Linked DNA regions of Mus musculus: region 1 is linked to region 2. Evidence: chromatin contacts called from public Hi-C data. All regions are on one chromosome and are shown on one strand. Each heading gives the region's core, a stretch centred on a gene start, on an enhancer-like site or on the middle of the called end of the contact. The rest is flanking DNA. Distances are from core to core; before and after follow the strand shown. Region 1 holds the start of C1s2 (complement component 1, s subcomponent 2). Region 2 has its middle 31 kb from the start of Gm25311.

Evidence for each region. A called contact is a pair of places that touch in the nucleus more often than the background predicts.
Region 1: a Hi-C map of the HPC-7 cell line shows a contact between it and region 2, with 3 times the contacts expected there. The contact joins the promoter of C1s2 here to the enhancer-like site in region 2. A contact is called at or near these places in 3 of 39 promoter capture datasets (the 3T3-L1 cell line and 3T3-L1-derived adipocytes), 2 of 484 Hi-C or Micro-C datasets (the G1E-ER4 cell line and the HPC-7 cell line) and 1 of 9 other capture datasets (macrophages).

Annotation. Positions count from the first base shown.
Region 1 is chr6:124,633,456-124,638,142 of GRCm38.p6, forward strand. It overlaps C1s2 (complement component 1, s subcomponent 2), which reads right to left and starts at 2,630. Exons shown (of 11, transcript NM_173864.2): 1 at 2,572-2,630; 2 at 2,027-2,234; 3 at 1,560-1,737. The coding sequence starts at 2,594.
Region 2 is chr6:124,271,220-124,275,363 of GRCm38.p6, forward strand. No RefSeq gene overlaps it. Among named protein-coding and RNA genes, the nearest start is that of Gm25311, 31 kb to the right of the region's middle. Within about 2 kb of position 2,217, at least 53 of the 459 cell types and tissues checked have an H3K27ac peak or open chromatin away from gene starts, as enhancers often do. A contact at or near this core is called in the HPC-7 cell line, where this site is marked.

The DNA of each region.
Region 1 (4,687 bases), core at 1,380-3,879, 360 kb after region 2:
ACTGAACTCTGGTCCTCTATGAGCACAGCTAGTTCCCTGAACTTCTGGGTCATCTCTTTCCAGCCCCATATTTTAAAATCTACGAATACAATCTAAACTACTTTTCTGAAGTCCGACTCAGAGCTGTTTTTTGCCACTGTGCTGTAAGGAGCTCCACCATGACAACCCTATGACTTTTCTTGCGTACAAACTATACAACACCCTGCCCAATTGGTACATGCTGTAACTCCAGCATTCAGAAGACTGAAGCAAGAGAATCAGGAGTTCAAGGCCAGCCTGGGCTACATAGAGACACTCTGTCTGGAAAAGAAAAGAATCTGTGCCAGAGACACCGCTGAAAGGAAAGACGGTGGTGACGTCACCTGGGGAGAAACGTTAGGACCTACTTTATAGGATGTTGGTCTTTCTGTAAAACTGATGACATTTGGACTTACGAGCAGGCCTATCTTCATTTTAACCTGGAGATGGATGTAGAAGGACCTAGTACCACATAGTCCTGCTTATACATTCCTTGGTAAAGTATTAATGTTCTCAGTTTTCAGTTTTTCCCTAGTCTTGAGGTTTCTGAGAGCCTTTCAGACACAAAGGAAGCATTCATTCACTAAGCTGGAGTGATTATCTTTTAATATAGAGTCTTCTGTAACCCAGGCTGCCCTTGAATTCCTGATTCTCCTGCCTCTGCTTAGGATTGGAATTACAGGTGTGTGCACTGTGCCAGAATTCCCAGCCCTCCTTTTAATTTTTTTTTGAGACCAGATCTCTATCTATATAACCCTGGATGTCGTAGAACTTGCTCTATAGACCAGGCTAGCCTCAAATTCACAGAGATATGCCTGCCTCTGCTTCCTGAGTGATGGGATTAAATTAGCATTTCTTATTACTATCCATGCACGTTTATGTGCATGATGGAGGCATGCCAGGGCAGACATATGAAGGTCAGAGGACAAGCGTATAGTGTTCGTTATTCCTTCTACCTTCTCATGGACCCTGAACTCTAATGGGCGGTTGTATAGCAACCATTTCACTGACTGAACTGTCTCAACAGCCCTCTCTTTACTTCTGATAGGAAGACAGGTTCTTACTAAGTTGCCCCTGTTGACCTAGAGTTGACAGTTCTTCTGCTTCAGCCTTCAGAGTGTATGGGATTACAGTCCTGCACCACTGAGACCAGATCCGTATCTTTATAGGAAGACCATGCTGCCCACACTGCAGAATTGAGGTGAAGGTTGCATTCATGTAAGCAAGCCACCTGATAGAGGACCATTTCTCAGTGGTTCTCAGTCTCATTATCTGCTTTACCACCACTAACATGCGATAAAGTCACACAAAGGCAAGGCAATTCCTAAGCAGACCCAGGGCAAGTCAACATTCGTTAAAGATGTAAGCAGCCCGGGGGCAGTGGCACAAAGCTGGAGTCTTGGAGTGTCCAGCCATGGCTGCATATCGAGACTATGACTCAAAGCGAGACAACAGAATTCTCATCTCATGCACTGAGTGGTCATTTACCTGTTCCCATCTTTTAGTTGGATCCAGATGTCACATACAGAGGGATGCCTTACCTATGGCAGTGTAGTATGCTGCAAAGCCGGTAAACTGTTCTTCGATGGAGAAGTCTGAGGTAAAGACCACCTGAAGTTTATTGTATGGGAACTGAAACTCTTCTATAATGGGGGAGTTGGGGCTCTTGCTGGTCCTCTGACCACAGAGTCTCCCTTCCTCGATGCCTCCTGAGATTATCTAAGAGAAGACGGAAGTGTAAAACTGAGAATGGGCAAAGAGAGCAGAACCTTTACTCCCGACCTCCAGCTCTGTCTGTCTGTCCGGTCTGTCTCCCTCACCCCCACCTCATGTTCCCCCAGTGCTAGGGACCAAACTCAGGGACATGTCCTTGCATGGCAAGTACCCTGCCATTGAGCCATGCCCCTACCCCATAGGACGGCTTGACAACACACAGCCCCCTAAATCCTCTCATTCCTCCATCCCTCCCCGCTCCTCCCATCCCTCTCCCTCCTGTGCTGTAATATACCTGCACTGAGTCGTATGCACAGCTCTCTGACGGCTCTATGTCCACATGGGTAAAGTAAAGGTGAATCCCAAACCCCTCTGGGACTTCAATGTCCCAAGATTTCACGACGTCATTGGGGTACGCCTGGGGATAGTTAGGGGACAGGATCTCCCCATGCATGGTGGGCTCAGCAGAAAATGATGCCAAAAGAGAAAACAGGACCAAATACCTGGAAGAGGGGAAAAAAAGTCACACAGAGGTGGGAAGCCGGGAACCGATGGCTTCATGCAGAACTCTGACCGTTAGGCAGCCAACATGACATGGAATAAACAAATATATACAGAATAAATAAATAAATAATTAAAAGTCAAGGTTCAGATCTGAGCTCTCTCTGGAGAAATGGGAAATCACATACAACAGGCCTGTGTCTAAGTCCAGCACTCTGGGGACAGAGGAAGGGTGATGTCATGCCAGCTTGGGCTGCATAGTGACACCCTGTGTCAAAACTGTGAAAGAGAGAAGGAAGGTGGAGATGGATTCATTTCTGTAGATACCTGATCACTTACCACATCCCTGGCGATTTGCCCATGGCTCTCTGGCTCTCTGATTTTGGAAGTAAAGGGCAGTCAGCAGTCCTGGCTGTCTTTATCTGACAAGTACAGGTGCCTGCTTTGGTAGTGAGGGACCACCCAGGGCTCAGTGTCACCTTTGAAAGAATACCATAGAAATAGGTACCTGTCAGGAATGGTCATCACATGATACTATGACACCCTCCCCAGTGAGATTTAGACTAACTTCCCAGACCAGCCCTGAATTAACCCTGTCCCCCAACCATCTTCCAATATTCCTACAATTGAGTGAGGAGTTTCTCCCTGTCTTTTGTGTCCTCCTCCACCCACTCCTGGCCCCTTGCATCGGTCTCTGCATTTCCACACAGGCTGGAGCTTCCAGACCGATCCTCTCCCATTCAAGCCTGCCCCCTTTGACAAGCTATTACAGGTGTTGCTTCTGCTGGTGGCCCAATGGCCACTGAAGGAGGAAAGTGTTTCCTTCAGTAGGGACAGGAAGGGACCTTGGGAGACACTAATCAGAAAGAAAGTATGCCCCTTTGGTAAAAGGTTGCAGAGTGCTGGAAAAGAGAAAGCTAACTGAGAAAAGTCAGGACATTCAGATATGCCTTCCCTTACTTTTCTCAAGTTGGTTTGTTTTGTCCTTTGCTTAAAGAGCAAGGTATCTTCCCATAGTTCCCAGAAAAGTCTTTCACAAATTGCCTCTACCCTTGAAACACTGCTGTGTGAAAGGATGAGGCTTGTGGGGTGGGGCTATGGTCCTGCATATGAGAACCTGTGTGAGTTCCTTCCAACCCTCCATCTTTGCTCCAAACCTTACTCTACATGTCTTTTCCTGTTCCTTCATCAAAGCTTCTCTCTTTAAGTCTTGCTTTTTAAAGATTACCTACAGGAGCTGATGGGAACAAGTGGGCCAGCCTCCTCTCCTGCCTCTGGTCATGCAGTTAAGCCCCTGCAGCTCCAGAGGGAGTGGCCTTTGCAGGAAGCTCCTCCCCACCTCCCTGTTCTGTTTGCTCTAAAGATTCCCTAAGGGAGTGTGTTTTTGCATGTCCAAAATTCCCTGTTCCAAACAGAGGGGGCTGGGAGATCACAATCTAGTTAAGAGTAATCAGCCTTGATCTTAGAGCGCTCTCTGCGTTTAAAACAAGAACTGCACCAGCTTCGCTGGGCTGTGAGGTCCAGAGCAAAAGGGGGCAATGGGGGAATTTTGAGATTGCCTAATTCTCTCTTACAGCCAAAGGGTGTGTTTCAGAGCTTTTGAGGAAGTCAGGCGATTTATCTTCTTAAGGAGGGAAGGGTTAACTGGCGGGGGGAAACTAAACTCAGAAAGTCCAACCCTCTATCTGTGTGAGTCACGAATCAAAGGAAGAGAGTCATCAGAAGTAGAAGCCATTGTCTGGAGGCTCTAGGAGGCAAGATGGCTCAGCTTAGAAAGGTACCTACCTCCAGGCAGAAAGACATGAACTCTACATCCCCTGGGACCCACATCATAGGTGAACCAACAGTTCCTGCAAGCTGTCTTCTGAGACCATGTCAATGCAATTCTTTCTTTAATTAATACATAAATGCAACTCATCCTGCCCCGAGACAATTTACACCTAGACTGCGGGCGGCATGTGCTCTCAAGGTTTCTTCATCCCGAAAGTCCCATCTCAAGGCTGGGCAAGGTGGTTAATGCCTGTAAGTCCAGAAGAAGAATTTCTGAGAATCTGAGTCTAGCCTGGGCTACATAGAGAGTATCAGGCTGGCTAGTTCTGTATAGTACATTTGTTTCTTGTTTAATTTGATGCACAGCTATGACCTCAGTACTTAGGAAGTGAAGCCAGGAGCTATCAGAAAATCAGGGACAGTCTTTCTTTATATAGTCATTTGGAGGTCAACCTGGGCTACCTAAGATCCAAAAAGGCTTGCCTAATGTTGTTTCTCCAACTCTAATACACTTGCCCTCAAGCGTCATTCTAAGTCCATTTGGAAATTATTTATTAACAAAGACATGAAAAGATGGTTCTGAGGTGAAGAGCACTGCTGTTCTTCCAGAGGACCCAGGTTCAAGTCCCAGCACTGGCATGGTGGCTCACAACATTTTTTCTTTTCTTTTTTTAAAGATTTGTTT
Region 2 (4,144 bases), core at 967-3,466:
GTATGTGTTTTCTCATGTGTAGAATCCAGGCAGGGGAAAGCTGTGAAAGCAGAAGGGACGATTCAGGAAATGAAAGGGGATCTGAGAACTGGGGGAGGGGGGGAGGGAATTCGAGATGACAAGGGCGGACACACACGGCCAACGTGGATTCAATGTGTGCTGGAAAGACTCGCTGGTGTATGCATTGTTATGCACAATTCATATCAGCTAATAAAAAGGAAAATGCTGAATGTATATCGCTGCTTCTGCTCTTATAAGGAAAGTATAAGTGAACATGCATGCCATATTATTACTAGAAAAAGAAATTAAAAACTTAGAAAGTGATCTTAACAGGAAAAATAATGAATTCATACCAAACCATTTCTTTTAGAAACCAAAACTCCAATGGAGTGGGAAAACGGCAAAACACATAAAATAGATAATGGTTTCCACATTTTCAGTAATCTTATTTTTCATTGTCAATGCTACAAAAGCTGCTTTTGAACCCTTCCCCTGGAAACTTGGCTTTATCTTAACATTTGACCAAATTTCTTCTTTTTTTTTTTTTAGTTTTTTTTATTAGATATTTTCTTTATATACATTTCAAATGCTATCCCAAAAGTTCCCTATACCATCCCCTGCCCTGCTCTCCCACCCACCCACTCCCGCTTCTTGGCCCTGGCATTCCCCTGTACTGGGGCATATAAAGTTTGCAATACCAAGGGGGCCTCTCTTCCCAGTGATGGCCGACTAGGCTATTTTCTGCTACATATGCAGCTAGAGGGTACTGGTTAGTTCATATTGTTGTTCCACCTATAGGGTTTAACACAGTGAGCCGGGTCTAGACTAGGCCTAGAGTGCTATGAATGGCAGCTAACATCCATTCGCCTTACTGTCTCTCTCAGATCATTCCATGGCAACAGCTATAAGTGTGCTTTGCTTCCCAAGCACTGCATCTCCTGAGGCACAAGCTTCCAGAAGAAATCAATATTTCTCGAACCATCTATGTTTGTTTGTGTCTCGGAAAGTTCACTAAGGATTTTATAGTGATCGCCATGCATGACTGTACCACAGTTTCTGCAAGGCAGGAATGAATGCCAGTGTCAGGTGAGGCCAACTCTGTTCTGTCTCATACTGAGAGACCCGAGACACAGGGAAAGAGGGGAAAGTGTGCAAGCTTCCCTGGTAAGCATGTTGTGATGCTTCTCTGTGGGTCTGGGAGAGGAAAATATTAGACAGAGTACATGCAAATGTGTCATAAAAGAATGAGATCATGACTTATTTGAGAGAAGCCGGGAGTGGTATAAAAGGTGACAGTCTCACAAGAGAAACACAAGATAGTCATAAAGAGGGTGTGTAGGAAAGGAAGCAAATCCTGACGAAAAGATAGTTATCAATCCATGCTTGTTAAAGAGAGCTGTCTCTGTACTGTTGTCCACGTTTTCTACATATTTCCCTTCCTCCCTCCACTCTCTCTGTCATACACACTCACATACACACATTCACACGCATACAAACACATTCACACACGTACACATTCAAATACACACTCACATACACACTCACACAGTCACACACATTCATATACAGACTCTCTCTCTCTCTCTCTCTCTCTCTCTCTCACACACACACACACACACACAAACTCAAGCAGATGGAGATACTGAAACTAGACAAGACCTCAGGAACTATGCTGAAGGCCTGCTTTACAGGAAGAACTACCAACTATGGCATGCAGACACAGTTGGGGGTAAATGAAAACAAATGCTAAAGAATTAACTGTTTAGAAATAATATTGGGCGGCTTTGGCTTCCACACATCCATTTGGAGGCTTAACATGTATTTTCACATCTTTATAGGAAAGGATTTGCAGCATTGAAGGGTTGCATCTGACCCCTGTATCTCACTGAACTATCCTTGCTTTTCTGTGTCCCACATTCACACAAAACCCAGCAACAATCAAAAAAGGTCAAATGTACTTCATTGCACAGAATATGAGACTATGTGTCCCCAATACAAGCTATTGGGTCACATAAGCCTTCCCCAAATCCTGAAATTCCTCCATTGCTTAAATCACAGTTCCATATTCATTTCCTGGCCCTGTTTAGGAAGAGGTCACAGCCCTCATTTCTTCATTCCTTCCCAGTATACTTCCTCTTCATGATTACTTTCTCCCTGCCTCGTTAAGAGAGAAGCAGTGGCCAGGGACCATGGCCTGGGGAAGGAAGTAGAGTGTGCAAGAATCAACCACAGACTCTCCTAAACAGTGCCTCAGCACTCTTCTCAGGCTCAGTGCTGCTGACTCCAACCCGACTTGCCTGCGTCTTGCTGACCCACGCTCCCCTTCTCTTACCTCCCAGGGCTATCTTGCCTGTTCCCTGACTTCATTAGGAAACAATGCTGAGCACCATATGGGTGTGTGTTCCCTGAAAGCTTACATAGCAAGCTGTTGTACCATCCATGTACATAACAGGCAAACAGATAGAGTAGAGGCTCCGGTCAGAAGCATTTTCATTGAGCAACCCATGACTCTATATCCATTTGCTGCCTAGTGTAGAGAGTAAGTCTGAGGCCAGCTTAGTTTTGATGTTTTAGATAGCAGGTTGTCTATTCTTTAAATAAACAGGTGTTTTCTTCCAGAATTGTCCAATTATACTCAAAGGATATCCAAATTTTATGTGTATATGTTCATTATTTCCTAAAATAAGGTTTCTTTTCAAATCACATATTTAATGTATTTTTCCACACTGAGAAAAGTTCTGTTTTAGTACACATTTAAATTCTTGTTCTATCCCATTCATTGTAGCTTATACTTGTGGAAGGGTTTATTTCTTAAGCTATATTATTACTCTGTGCCCCATAGTTCTTTCTGTCCTCATCAGTAGTGTGACTGAAGGTCTCAGGTTTGCCCCTCTTTACAAACTGTTTTTCCTGTTCTGCCAATTGTCTGCTGTGTCTCCTGTAATAAATAGTTTGGCTTTGCTATCATGGTTCTAACATTCAGGGTTTTCTAACTTCACAAAGCTTGCACCCCAGCTCTCGCCACTATGTCACCATACCTTCCGTATTTTTTTTCCTATCTCGTCAAAGGTGACATCATCTGGAAACCTATTTAGGATGGCAAAACATCTAAATAAAATGCTCTGCCTCTCCTCACTCTCGGGAGTTGATTTTTGCCAAGATTCCTTTGTTTCCACATCTATGGCTCACACATACAATGCTGATTCTTATTCCTCACTGAGATACTGTGTGTGAGTGTGCATATATGTGCATACGTGTGTCTATGTGCATTCCTGTGCATGTGTGTGTGCATGCTTACTTCATCACATTTACAAATGAAGGACCTTCTAACGGACACCAACTTGAAACTCTAGCTTCCAGGAGTCCTTTTGCTGTGTCACAGTAACAGTTAAGGAGAGTCTGATGCACACTTTTTTACAACTTACGGGATAGTTGGATATTTACAACTCATTTTTATTCTCCACTGAAGATGCGGTTACATTCAGTTCGTTCCATACCCTAATCAGTTGTTGATATCAGCCTCAGAGAGATTTTAAAGTGATTGCTTTCAAGGAAGAGGAAACAAAATTGGGGTTTTCCAAGCTTACTAGGTTTTTTTGAGTGTAGCACAGACATTATTTCTGGATTAGAAAGCACTCATAAATACCATAATTACCCTTAAGGATGCCTGAAAGATATGACATTCTGAAACAACTATAGTAATAAAGATAGACATGAGTCTCCACTTGATACTCAGCCAGATAAGTGTGGAGAGGCAATCCATAATGCTTGAAGTGGTTTTCCTATCCTCAAAATGGTAACCAAGATTATTTGAGTCAGAGACCTGAGCAGTGAGTGTAGACAAAAGTTCATGTAAGTAGACATTTTGTTCAGTGTCCAGATTTTGCTTCCTCTCCCAGTTCCCAGTTCATTTCATGTCCCAACACAAGAGCGAATAGCAGATACAGTACTCGGTGTACCGGGAGGTGGGCCGTGCAACTCTCCTACAGCACCTGCTGCTACTCCTTCTCAGGTGGGAGTGTCTTGGTGACCTGAAGAGCAATGGGTGTCCTTTAAAAGACTGAGATGATCTGCAAAGTCCACATTTTTTAAATTGTACATTTTTAAGGTATATAACATGATTATCTTGCTAACCATACTTACA